Regions from separate parts of the Sus scrofa genome. Here region 2 is linked to region 1. Evidence: chromatin contacts called from public HiChIP or PLAC-seq data. All regions are on one chromosome and are shown on one strand. The core of a region is the stretch at or near the end of the contact, and the rest is flanking DNA. Distances in the headings are between cores, read along the strand shown.

The links. HiChIP or PLAC-seq counts read pairs in DNA pulled down with a chosen protein or histone mark.
Region 2: a contact with region 1 is called in an H3K27ac HiChIP or PLAC-seq map of alveolar macrophages. The contact joins two enhancer-like sites. A contact is called at or near these places in 1 of 5 promoter capture datasets (liver) and 1 of 2 datasets of contacts at active chromatin or transcription factors (alveolar macrophages).

The regions. Positions count from the first base shown.
Region 1 is chr4:20,653,863-20,659,528 of Sscrofa11.1, reverse strand. The region is part of intron 1 of EXT1 (exostosin-1); the gene reads right to left. Among named protein-coding and RNA genes, the nearest start is that of EXT1, 12 kb to the right of the region's middle. Within about 2 kb of position 3,573, at least 17 of the 83 cell types and tissues checked have an H3K27ac peak or open chromatin away from gene starts, as enhancers often do. A contact at or near this core is called in alveolar macrophages, where this site is marked.
Region 2 is chr4:20,932,144-20,937,700 of Sscrofa11.1, reverse strand. It overlaps EXT1 (exostosin-1), which reads right to left. Exons shown (of 11, transcript XM_001924980.6): 11 at 1,932-2,503. The coding sequence ends at 2,318. Among named protein-coding and RNA genes, the nearest start is that of MED30, 280 kb to the left of the region's middle. Within about 2 kb of position 1,295, at least 1 of the 83 cell types and tissues checked has an H3K27ac peak or open chromatin away from gene starts, as enhancers often do. A contact at or near this core is called in alveolar macrophages, where this site is marked.

The DNA of each region.
Region 1 (5,666 bases), core at 2,324-4,823:
TTAGGTCCCCTCTGATGAGATTTTCAGATTGGTTCAGATATACAGACCTAGAAATCATTTTGGAAAATGACCCTAGCAAGTTTTGTAAAAACATAAAGCATAATTCATGCTTAATCGTGTCATATGATTGCCACCAAATCGGAATCCACTTTTAAGACCCAGTAAGACGCCAAGTAACTGTGACACAGCGCCTTCGCCTTTTTCATCTGTACACCTTGACGTGTTCTTTTACACGATATCCATACAATCCACAAGCTGACACACACAAGCCAGGAGATTTTAAAAGCCGGAACTGGAGGCCAATGAGAGAAACGACTGTACACCTTTCCTTTGCTTTTTTCCCCCCCTTTGCTTTTTAATTAAATGATAAATCTCAATATGAATTCACTAGAAGCCGGATAGCTCAATTAAGCACTGTGTTACCATATACTCTGGGGCAATGCTTCGATATCCGTTAACAGAGTTGAGATGTAACCTGAGCAGAAAATGTAAGCCAAAAGTTATATCCAACTGACCACTGGGGAGAAAAATTGCAATTAAGAACAGACAAAAAAGTCCCAATATCTATAGACTGTCAAAATTAAATGACAAAAGGACCATAATGGTGTCTCCTGCAGCAGTAAATTCTTTAGATTCATAACATGCAGTAAAGCCCATCAGTTCATTTTAATTTGCTTTTCCCGATATTACATCCAACAGAACAGGAGAAAAAGAAAAAGAAAGAAAAGAAACTACCTTGGAGGGGGAAAAAAAAAAAAAAAAAAAAACAGTTATTGAAAGAAACAGCCCCTTTGAAAACAAAAAGAAACTCTGGGTAAATCAGCAAACGATGAATTTGGAGGAAACACGGGAGGCCTGTGATGGAAACCAAAGAGAGAAACATCTACAGAATCCAGGCTTTAAATACGTGGTCAATAGCAGTAAAATTTCACGTGGTTAAATAAATGTCTTTTTTTTTTTTTTTTTTTTTTTCATTTATCCACCAAAAACTGAGTGCCCCCAGCACGCGTCGTCAGGCTGGGAAGACGAAAAGGTGGGTGAGCTCACATCACTTTCCCAACAAGGCCTTCCTTCCCCCCACATTTAAACATCCACCACTCCCATTCTCCCAAATCACTTGGTGAGCTTTTTAAAAACCCCAATGTCATCTGCAGAGAGGCTGACTGGCCAGGAGTTGGGCCCAGGCCCCATTTCCAGAAGCGCCCTAGGTTAAGATTCACTGCCTCCATCCCTTTCCACAAGCTGCCTTCCTTCCCAGCATCTAGCACCTTCTAATATATGTAAATTGATATGGTATCAGCCTAGACTACTACTAGATTGTGACCATCTTGAGGCAGGGATGTGTGTCTGTTTGGTTCACCGTTGCCTCCGCAGTGCCTGGAAACAGTAGGTGCTCAATAAGTATCTGTTGAGTAAATGAATGAAAAACCAACATGAATTCTCCCCTCAAGGCCCAGACAATTACTGGGGAGAGAAAAACAAATAGCAAATGCATGTAAAAAAGCCACAAGTATAAACTGTTCTATAAGAGCATGTAACAGGAGAAGGTGACCAAGTGTGAGGTGACAAGGAAATGACTCTGGAAGAAGTGAAATGGAGCTGGGGGACAGCTTTCCAAAGAGAGAAAAGGGCATATGGGGAAAGGGAAGAGGAGGAAGGGGGCCTTGCCAAGGGGCTGGGGATGGAAAGGCAGCTGGAGCTGGACCAATCCCACCTTGATAGCATATGAATGAACCATTATGAGATCAAGGAGGAGGGTGGCATGGTGATGTTTTTTGTGCGTGATGCTGTGGATGATTTCTGCCAACCTAGAATATATGTAGGAAATATCAAATCCACTCCAGATCGCTACCCAATCAGTTCCTATCCTGGGCACCCCTAGAAATGTGGGAAAAGCAGGCTATAGGAGTTCCTGTTGTGGCTCAGTGGTCCAGTATCCAATCCAGGGACTGAACCCAACTAGTATCCATGAGGACGAGGGTTTGATCCCTGGCCCCGTTCGGCAGATTAAGGATCCGGCATTGCTGTGGTGTAGGCCAGCAGCTCTGATTTGACCTCTATCCTGGGAATTTCCATACCACAGGCAGGCTACAGACCTGTGTCCAAACATACTTAGCAGGGCAGCCCCTAAGCAACACACTGGTCTTCCCTCATCCGCTTAAGGGCACCTCCCTGCACCCAGTCTCTGCCTCCGCAACCCACACCTGGGGCAGGCAGGCCAGCCTGGGCCCAGGGCCACTCTCTTTACCTGAGCCCAGAGCCCAAGTCATTTGGAGCCCCAGTCAATCAAGGACGACTGGCATCACAGGCCCACACTGCAACAGCAAAAAACTTTCTATCTCATTACCGTAAAGTACTGCTATGTATCATAAAACCCCAAAAATCTGAGTTACCAACAAATATCACAACTCCAAAGCAAACTCTAAGGACACCCCACAGACCCAGTGCTCTGGGGGAACTTGCTAGGCTTTGTAGACAAGCTTTCAAATGGAGAGCTTCTTCTCCTGGGCGCCAAAATATTTTTAGTTTAACCCTAGCAGTTTTTTAAACTTATAAAATTCATTACTTGCTCCTCTTTTTTTTTTTTTTTTTTTTTCCTTTTTTGGGCTGCACCTGGGGCATAGGGAAGTTCCCAGGCTAGGGGGTGAATGGGAATTGCAGCTGCCTGCCTACACCACAGCCACAGCAACGCAGGATCCGAGTCACATCTGTGACCGACACCACAGCTAATGGCAACGCTCCTGAGTGAGGTCAGGAATAAAACCCACATCCTCATGGATACTAGATGGATTCATTACCGCTGAGCCACAGCGGGAACTTCCTCCTCTACTTCTTAAACACAGACCTCTGTACCCGGCAGGGCTCGTGGTCAGCACTGCATCAGGCTGTAGCCCATCAAATATTTACAGAAGCTCTGGTGACAAGCAGGGTGCGAGGTGGTGGGACTCACAGGCCCACCCCTGGGTCGTCTGCAGGACACGCTTGGGCTCCGAGCCAGCTGTTCTAAAATTGCAATGCTTCTTTGCTCCTTCTGGGTGTGACATTTTATCATTCCCCTGGCCTGCTTCCTTCCATTTGGGTTGCCAGCTGTCCCTACTCCCCAGATTTGCCTGCAAGAATCCCTTTCTCTTGAGATGGACTGCTTTTCATCTGCTGTGGGCTGAGAAACCAGGTTATCAAGTTGGTTACAACCGTCTCTCTCCAGGAAGAATGAATAAGTCCTAGGTGAGAAACACCAGTGCTACTCTGTAAATCAATCACACTATTGTTTACAAGCGTGTGGTCTTCACGACCTCCGTTCCAGCTGTGCAGAAGCACTCTGGTGTCGCGGTTAAGAATGCCCCAGTTCAGAAGTCAGACGAACGGAACCTCGGTTCATACCCTGTGTGCTCTGAGGCAAATCACTTTTAAAGATTCTCTGAACTTCGTTCTGCACCTCCACTGAGCCTCCTTCCTGCCAGGGTGGCCAGAAAGATTAAAGAAGGTACGGCTCATCACCCAGCACAGAGTATACTCTCAAGAAATATGGGTTGCTCTTGCTATTACCATCATCTACCAGGCTCAAATACGTCTGTGCCAACAGGATATGGCTTCAACAGTGCCTGCCGCAGCCAACCTCCCCTAACCGCAGTCCCCTGTTCCAGGAAGCAACTTTGGGCTGTTCTTTGAAAAAGGATGGCCACCCATTAAATCAAGAATGACAAGGCAACAGGGCAGTCTTTTATCTGACGAGGTTACCACCAGACCCAGAGATGTGGCCTCGTAGGAATGGGTCTCCCCAGCGGTAATAAACCCCAGGAAAGCCAATCAGGCTGCTTTCCTCCAGGGGATTCAGGAAAGACCAACAAGTGGTCGGCAGACACACACACAGGCACAGAGGTGCCAGCCAGGGGAGACATGAAGGTTCAGAGTGGGAAGAAAGGAGCAGATCCCAGGTGTTGTGCTGGGTCCTGAGAACTTCCTGGAACAGTTCCAGTCCAGTTTCTGTTCCACATCCCCTCACAAGAAATCCTTGAACTTAAGGGGGCCAGAGCGACATTCTGCTCTTTGCAATCTAAGGGCCTGCCAAACCAGCCCATGCATACAAGGTACCCTTCCAAAGGTCACCATCAACCTGTGAGGGCAAAGAGTCACTTGCAAAAGGGAAAACCTGCATTCTTTTTTTTAAATTTTTTATTATAGTTGATTTATAATGTTCTGTCAATTTCTGCTGTACAGCAAAGTGACCCAGTTATACACATACATGCATTCTTTTTCTCACATTACCTGCATTCTTCGAGCATCACCCAGGGATCCCAGAGGATCTGGAGTCAAGGCCATGCCTGGCTCCCCCGGGGACCACCCTCCACCTGCTCCCACCTCTGCCCTGTGCCACCTGCAAGCTCCCAGGCAACACTTAGGGCTTTCCACAGCTCACGAAACACTGGCCAGCCTTCCAGGGCACCTACCACGATTTCCTGGGACTTAAGTATCAAGAAAGAGATGAGCAGTTATTTCTGTGGCTTAGTTAAGAGCCAAGTTATGAAACTCAGCAAACCTCTGTGGTTGATTAGAAAATGGCAAGAAGATGGCTTTTTAATAACACCACCACCGTGGAGAGCACATGAGCGTGTACAAGGTTTTGCATTACAAGCAATTACCGACTCTACTTCCTTTCGACCTTTCCAGAACCCTGTGAGGGGTGATGATCCCCCACTTGACAGATGTGGACACTGAGGCTGAGAGGCCTAGGAGTGTGTGGGGGTCAGTCACATCCCTCGTCCAGGGTGACCACTCTCTTCTCAAGGGCTCCCCAGAAGACAAAGACGGAGACAACCGGAAAAAGCATATCTCCACAAATCTCAAGGCTGCTCAAAGCCATCACCAGGCCAAGAAAAAGCCCTGAAGCCCTGAACTAACTAGGCATAAACTGTTTGGTTCATTCTGTTTTTTGTCTCAGTTTTTCAATCACTTAGAATGATGCCTCATTTGCACTTAAAATCCCAGACCTGACCTGGATGCCCCAGAAGAAAAGCCACCTGTCTCAATTCACCTCTAAAGGACCTTGGATTTAACAACGGAGGAGAAAAGAGAGGATGGCTTTAATCAACTGATACAATTAGCTAAAAAAAAATAAATAAATAAGAAAAAAAATGACACCCACACAGGTGAGCTCCACAGATTCTGAGATCCCAGGAAAGGCTTTTTGAGCACAGGGAGGAATTCACGGGCTCAGTAAGAGACACAGAGAGGTTTTTGGCTTCAGCAAAAACAAAACCTCAAAGGGAACAGAAGCAGTGGGAGCCTCAAAGACCCCCTGCAGGACCAATTAACACCTACAAATGTTTATCTAAGCAGTCTTGTACTGATGGCTACTTCGCTAAGCGGGTGCTCAGACTCACCCCCAAAACAGCTATTTCTCCAAAAAGGACTGAGCTGGGGTTCAGGAGAGAAGAAGTTCTGTATCTTCGGAGAGAGAGACAAGGAGAAAACCAATCTTCGGTACAGTGAAATCCATCACAGACGCACGTATAATAAAAGAAAAGATGGGAAACAAGGTAAATCTCTAAGAAAATGTAAATAACAACAGCACAGCTCTAAGTTACTAAAAAGAATCATGCCCCCATTCAAAATCCCCCTTTAGTATTTTAATAGGATTTTCCTATTTAGCAGGAAAGGAAAATGCT
Region 2 (5,557 bases), core at 46-2,545, 280 kb before region 1:
AACCTACACTGTTTGCGGGGAATATGTAAGATTGGTGACAGGTAAAGCTGGCAAAGTGGCCCCTGAATCCATTCATGTGCCCGACTGGTACAATGAGGGACACAGATCGGCAAGCCACGGTGACAACGTGAGTTTCAAGGAACTTGGGGTCGTTGAACCAAACAGTGCATTCATTTTTGCAAAGGAAAAAGATAACGGGAATAATTTGGCAAACCTAAAAAATTAGATACATATTTGCAAAGGCCAGATTCAGTGCTAACCCTCTACGTTGCTGAGCGCTGCAGCTGACATGGCCTGGACACCTATTTGGGCATTTTATAGAAGGAAACAAGGGCAAAAACCATAGACCTAGGAATTGTTTGTCAACAAATACTTAAGAGATAGGCACATCCATTGAGCAGAAAATGTTACATGTATGAGACTGGGCTAAGGCTGGGTCAAATGGGATGAGAGATATTTAGGGGAGCACTTCTGAGTCACAAGGTGGCAGAGAAAAGCCTTTCATTGAAGTTCATTGCCTGTGTGCCACTCACAGCAAGCATCTGGATATCTGGCTCTTGTCCTTGCTCGGCCACTAGGCAGCATATTGAGTCACCTCTCCAGTGTTCACAGCGGTGTCCCTCCTTGCAGTCTTTTTGCAAGTTGTTCCCCTTTTTCTTCCAAATGTCTACCAAACAAGAATGAGTTCAATTCTCCTGGATTTATGGTTTCCACTGACCTAAGCCAGGCACGCGGAGTTATTTGAACATAATTCTGTGATGAAATTTTCTATGAACCCAACACTTGGAAACAAACTTATGAGCTATATGAGAGTTTAGAGGCCAAAAATAAATAAATAAATAAATCGAATTCTTCTTGTTTATTCCGCCTAAGAGGTGGTAGGGCCCAATAATATCTTTCTCTTCTCTAACTCTCTCATCTTTTCCAAGTAGAAGAAAGCATTTGATATCAGAAGGCTCCATATTTTACAATGACATTAAGGGATATGGGAGAAACAGATTTTCCGTTTGTAATTGCAACTTTATAATCAGGACCTTCAAGCGGCATCTGCAGGGATAGGAATGTTCTTTTAACAAGAAGCACAGCTAAACCACGGATTTAAAAATTAGTATGAAATTAAACAACATTCGCATTTGTTTCTGATTATTCTTTTTGCTAGATTCTTGCTCGAAATCACATTTGACTCCAAGTGGTATGAGGCCGCCTGTGGAGAAGTATACCCTCCTTTACTTCTCAGCAATCCTCATGTTCAATGAGATTGAGACATTGTTACTTCTTTCTCAAGGGCGAAGCTTTGGAAACTTGAGGTTTTTCACAACTGTGAGCAAAGCTTGTCTTGTGACTCCTGATCTGCCACCAACATACTTATATCTTCTTTTGCTTCTAACCCAAAGCCTTTCCCAACTCTAAGGAGACATGTGTCAATGGTTTAATGTATAATCTAGCCCACCTCCCTGAAAAGCACTGGGTTGGCTATTGTGGGTCAGTATTTCCATCTCACTAATATGCTGGTGGATTGTTTGCATGGTTCCTTGCGCAAAGGGAACATTTCTTAATTATACAGCGTTTTCTTGGTACTAACTCCCCCCACCCTCCCATGACAAAAACGATCATACTTCTGTATCTCAAACATAAAGTTTTCAGAACTGTCTACCTGGAGGTTGTAATACTTTCTCTCATGCAGCAAGGTTTAAGAGATAAAAGTTCAAGTGGATCTGAAAATTCCAAATGGAAAACAATGTGCGCTGGCAAAGCTGAGTAAGGAACTTGTCTTAATTACGTTTGGTTATTTCTTGACACTGGGTAGAGTGACTTAGGTGTTTTCTGAGAAGTCTGAGCTTTTGGTAACCACAGGTGACCCTGCGTGACCAGCAGCAACACTGTTTATGGGAAGAGGAGTAGCAGCTTTGAAATATTCACAACCAACACAATTTTGATTAAAGAAAGAACTCTGGTTTTTAATAGTTTTGATCATTAAAAAAGTTTAAACCTGCATAGCAATCATTTCAAAAATAATTATTTAATGTTCCATAATTAAACTGTACACAACCTAGTCTTGGGACATAGAAGCCAGTGAGGTGAGTCTGGAGCAGTCCCGTGCAGTCCCGAGAGTCAGGAGGTGAGTTTCCCTTGGCCTTTTTTTTTTTTTTTTTTTTTTTTCCTTTTCTTTTCTTTTCGTGTGATTCGGTCTGAGTTTATTTGGATGCTTGGCACAATCTGGCTCCCCTGCTGAGCAGACCTGCACTGGGAAGAGAGAGCGGCCAACCCTGTCTCTTCTCTCGCGTCCCCTCCCCCACTTGGCACTCGGCCTGGCTCCTCAAAGTCGCTCGATGTCTCGGTATTTCTTCCGCAGGATAGAGACCTGGTCTTTAAAGAGGACGGGGTCGAGCCTCATTTGAGAGTGGATCAGCGGCATGGAGCCAAACCAGCTGGCAAACGTATTCATGCAGCTCTGTCGCTGGGCAAAGTGGTCGGGGTCGGCCCAGCGGGAAGCCCGAGAGGTCTGGGGAGAGGGAGAGAAACAAGGAAGGCGATGAGAGAGGTGACCCGCGAGGTGGACACGCGACCCAAGGTGAAGTTGGGCTTACCCGCTGGCAGTCGGGCTTGGGGTCTGGTCTGGCCACTGCGCAGCCCCATCCATGTGTCTGGTGAAGATGCAAGCACTGATTCTGATTTTCCGCCTCGCCAGAAGATTTTCCCAAGACAGGGTATGCTCTGCTCCCAAAGCCAGAAACATGCAAAGCTCCATAGGGACTGGCACACTCTCTGATCTGAGAGTACCAACTGAAGCTCAACCGCTATGGTCACGCAATATATAACCTTGGCTTTGCACTTGGATCAAATACAATGACTGCTCATGTATTTATGGTTTCAAAGATAATTTTCTAAGATCTTCCTGTTAACTTGGTTGAAACCTGGGTAAGTAGAAAGGTGGCCAGCATCTCTTCAGCTCTCTCTGTTAGCCTGAAGCTTGGTTAAATGTTTTTAGACCATTTAAATGATTGACACTGATAGAAAAGAAAGCTATTTTTAAAATGACTTGAGTGAGTGCTGAAGTTTAACTAGACCAACTAAGCATATTATCTTTAAAATCATGTTTTTATGAAACAAGGAAAAGGTGGGCCACCCAATTATGTGGAAAAAGTCACAAACATATCAATAGGCAACTGTTTAATGTGTTTGTGTGTGTTGAATGGGATTGTATCCTCATGCAATTGTTAGTAGACACTTTCATAGGAAGGTACATGTTGGCATGAGAACCACTCAGAATCACTTTAAAACCACAAGTGTCAACATGCTTGAAAGTAACCATTGAAGGTAAATATCAATGTCAAGTTACCTTGGAGCAATAGAACAACAAACAAAACACTATTTGTAAAGTGTTTTCATGAGCTCCTTTGAGCCTCACAACAACTGGTCAGGTTATCTATCCAGGTAATAACATCTCTGTTGTATAGATGAGGAAGCAGGGTCAAGGAAGTTAAAATGATTTGTTCAAGGTTGGAAAGGGGCAGAACTCGGGCTTCATTTTGTACCCTCGGTACTACAAGAACTCTGCTTGGTAAACCAGAGAGACGATCAGACGAAGTTGACCAATGGAGTCCACATGAGAGTCAACAGCCCCAAAGGTACCTCTGTTTTGCTCCTAATTTGGGATGGGCTTGCAGGCCATTTCCGACCAGTCCACTCATTCCCCAAAGTCCAGACTCCCCACCTCTGGGCCAGTGCTCACACATGCAAACAGAAAACAGTCTCAGAGCTCAAGTGCATACCTATTCTCTCTTACAAATGAAAAAAAAAAAAAAAAAAAAAGAATCCAGCTGAATCAAGTCTCTTTTTTTGCTTCTAGATTTTAGCATTTATTTTGGGTCAACCAACGTATCAGAGAAAGTAACTTTCTTTTGTTTCAAAAGTGTAATTTGAAAGCATGAGATCCATTTACTTCACCAGTCACCCAAATATTCAATAATCGAGTGTATCTGATGGGAAGAAGGATGGAAATACAGTACATCTCTAACTAGCAACATCGAGTTAGACCTAAGACTAAATTTAGATCTGTTCCAAAAGAGGTGTAAAGTTACAGGAAATATTGGGTTTGGGAGAACTGCTGGCAAATCTATGAAAAGGGTTAAAAACCAATCCCTAAGAAATCATATGCTAAGTTCCACCCCTAATTTGTATATAACTTTAGGGGAGTCCGGAGGACTCTCTGAAGAAAGAATATTAAAAGAATGGTGTGTCCTTAAATGGGACAATAAATATGAAAGTGCCTGGGGTGCTCGATTCATTTTGCTTGAATCTGAATAGTCTTTTCAGTCTTAAAAATGACAAATTTCTTGCAAATCCTCCTGCCTGTCCTTTCAGTACTTAGAGGGAAATAGAATTTTCCTCTAGACTTTGCTCACCAGAGTGGGCAGCAGAGAGGATGGCAGCTTTGTCATAACCAGGACCTAGAACAAGGTCCAATAACCTGTACATATTTGGCAAATACTGAATGACTCAATTTTATACGCTGAAAATCCTGTAACTTTTTTGCTCTTACTAAATTTAGTGAATGAAAAACCACCAATTGTGTTAACACGCTGCCTGGCTACGTTTTCCTCTGTGAAAGCTAGATTTATATATGATTTTCAATAGCGGTTAGAACAAGGTACATGGAAAAGCCCCAAAAGTGAACTGATATAACCATATAAAGTATGTCCTTTTAGAATTGACTCGAATCCTGCTGGATTCTTCTTGATTTAATTTGAGTAAATCTAAATGGTCTTAAGGTTTCTGATTTCTCACACAAAGTGCAGGGCTCTGTTCAAGATGAATAAAAGGGCCCAGGGCTGTGGAAGAATAAGTAGTGGAAAAAAAACAGAACCCAGAATTCAACTCTGAGTTGCCGCTAATCCTGGGCAACTTCTGGCAATATGCTTAAATTCTGTGGGCCCTAGTTTTCTCACTTGTAAAAAGAAAGAGCTGGATTATATTTCCTTGAAAGTATCTTTCATATCAAACTTTTATGACTGTCCTTTACTTTGATAAAAGCTTTCATACAGCTGATCTCGACCCTGTGAGGCGGATTTCATCATTTCCATTTTAAAGATGAGACAACTGAGTTTCAGAAGGCCACGGATTTGCCTACGGCTGATAAGTGCTGGCTCTAGAATTGAAAATCAAGTATTAGGACTCCTGGTCTGCCTCCACAATGCTTATTACACGCAAGGGCAACCACCGGAAGGCCATGTTGAGGGTATTATTAGCTATTCATTAAATAAAACCCGTCGTGGCTTGGTGGTTAACGAATCCAACTAAGAACTATGAGGTTGCAGGTTCGATCCCTGGCCTTGCTCAGTGGGTTAAGGATCCGGCATTGCCATGAGCTATGGTGTAGGTTGCAGATGCAGCTCAGATCTGGCATTGCTGTGGCTCTGGTGGAGGCTGGTGGCTTCAGCTCCGATTAGACCCCCTAGCCTGGGAACCTCCATATGCCATGGATGCGGCCCTAGAAAAAGACAAAAAACAAAAACAAAAAACCCCCCAAAAACCTTATAATAAACTTACATAAATT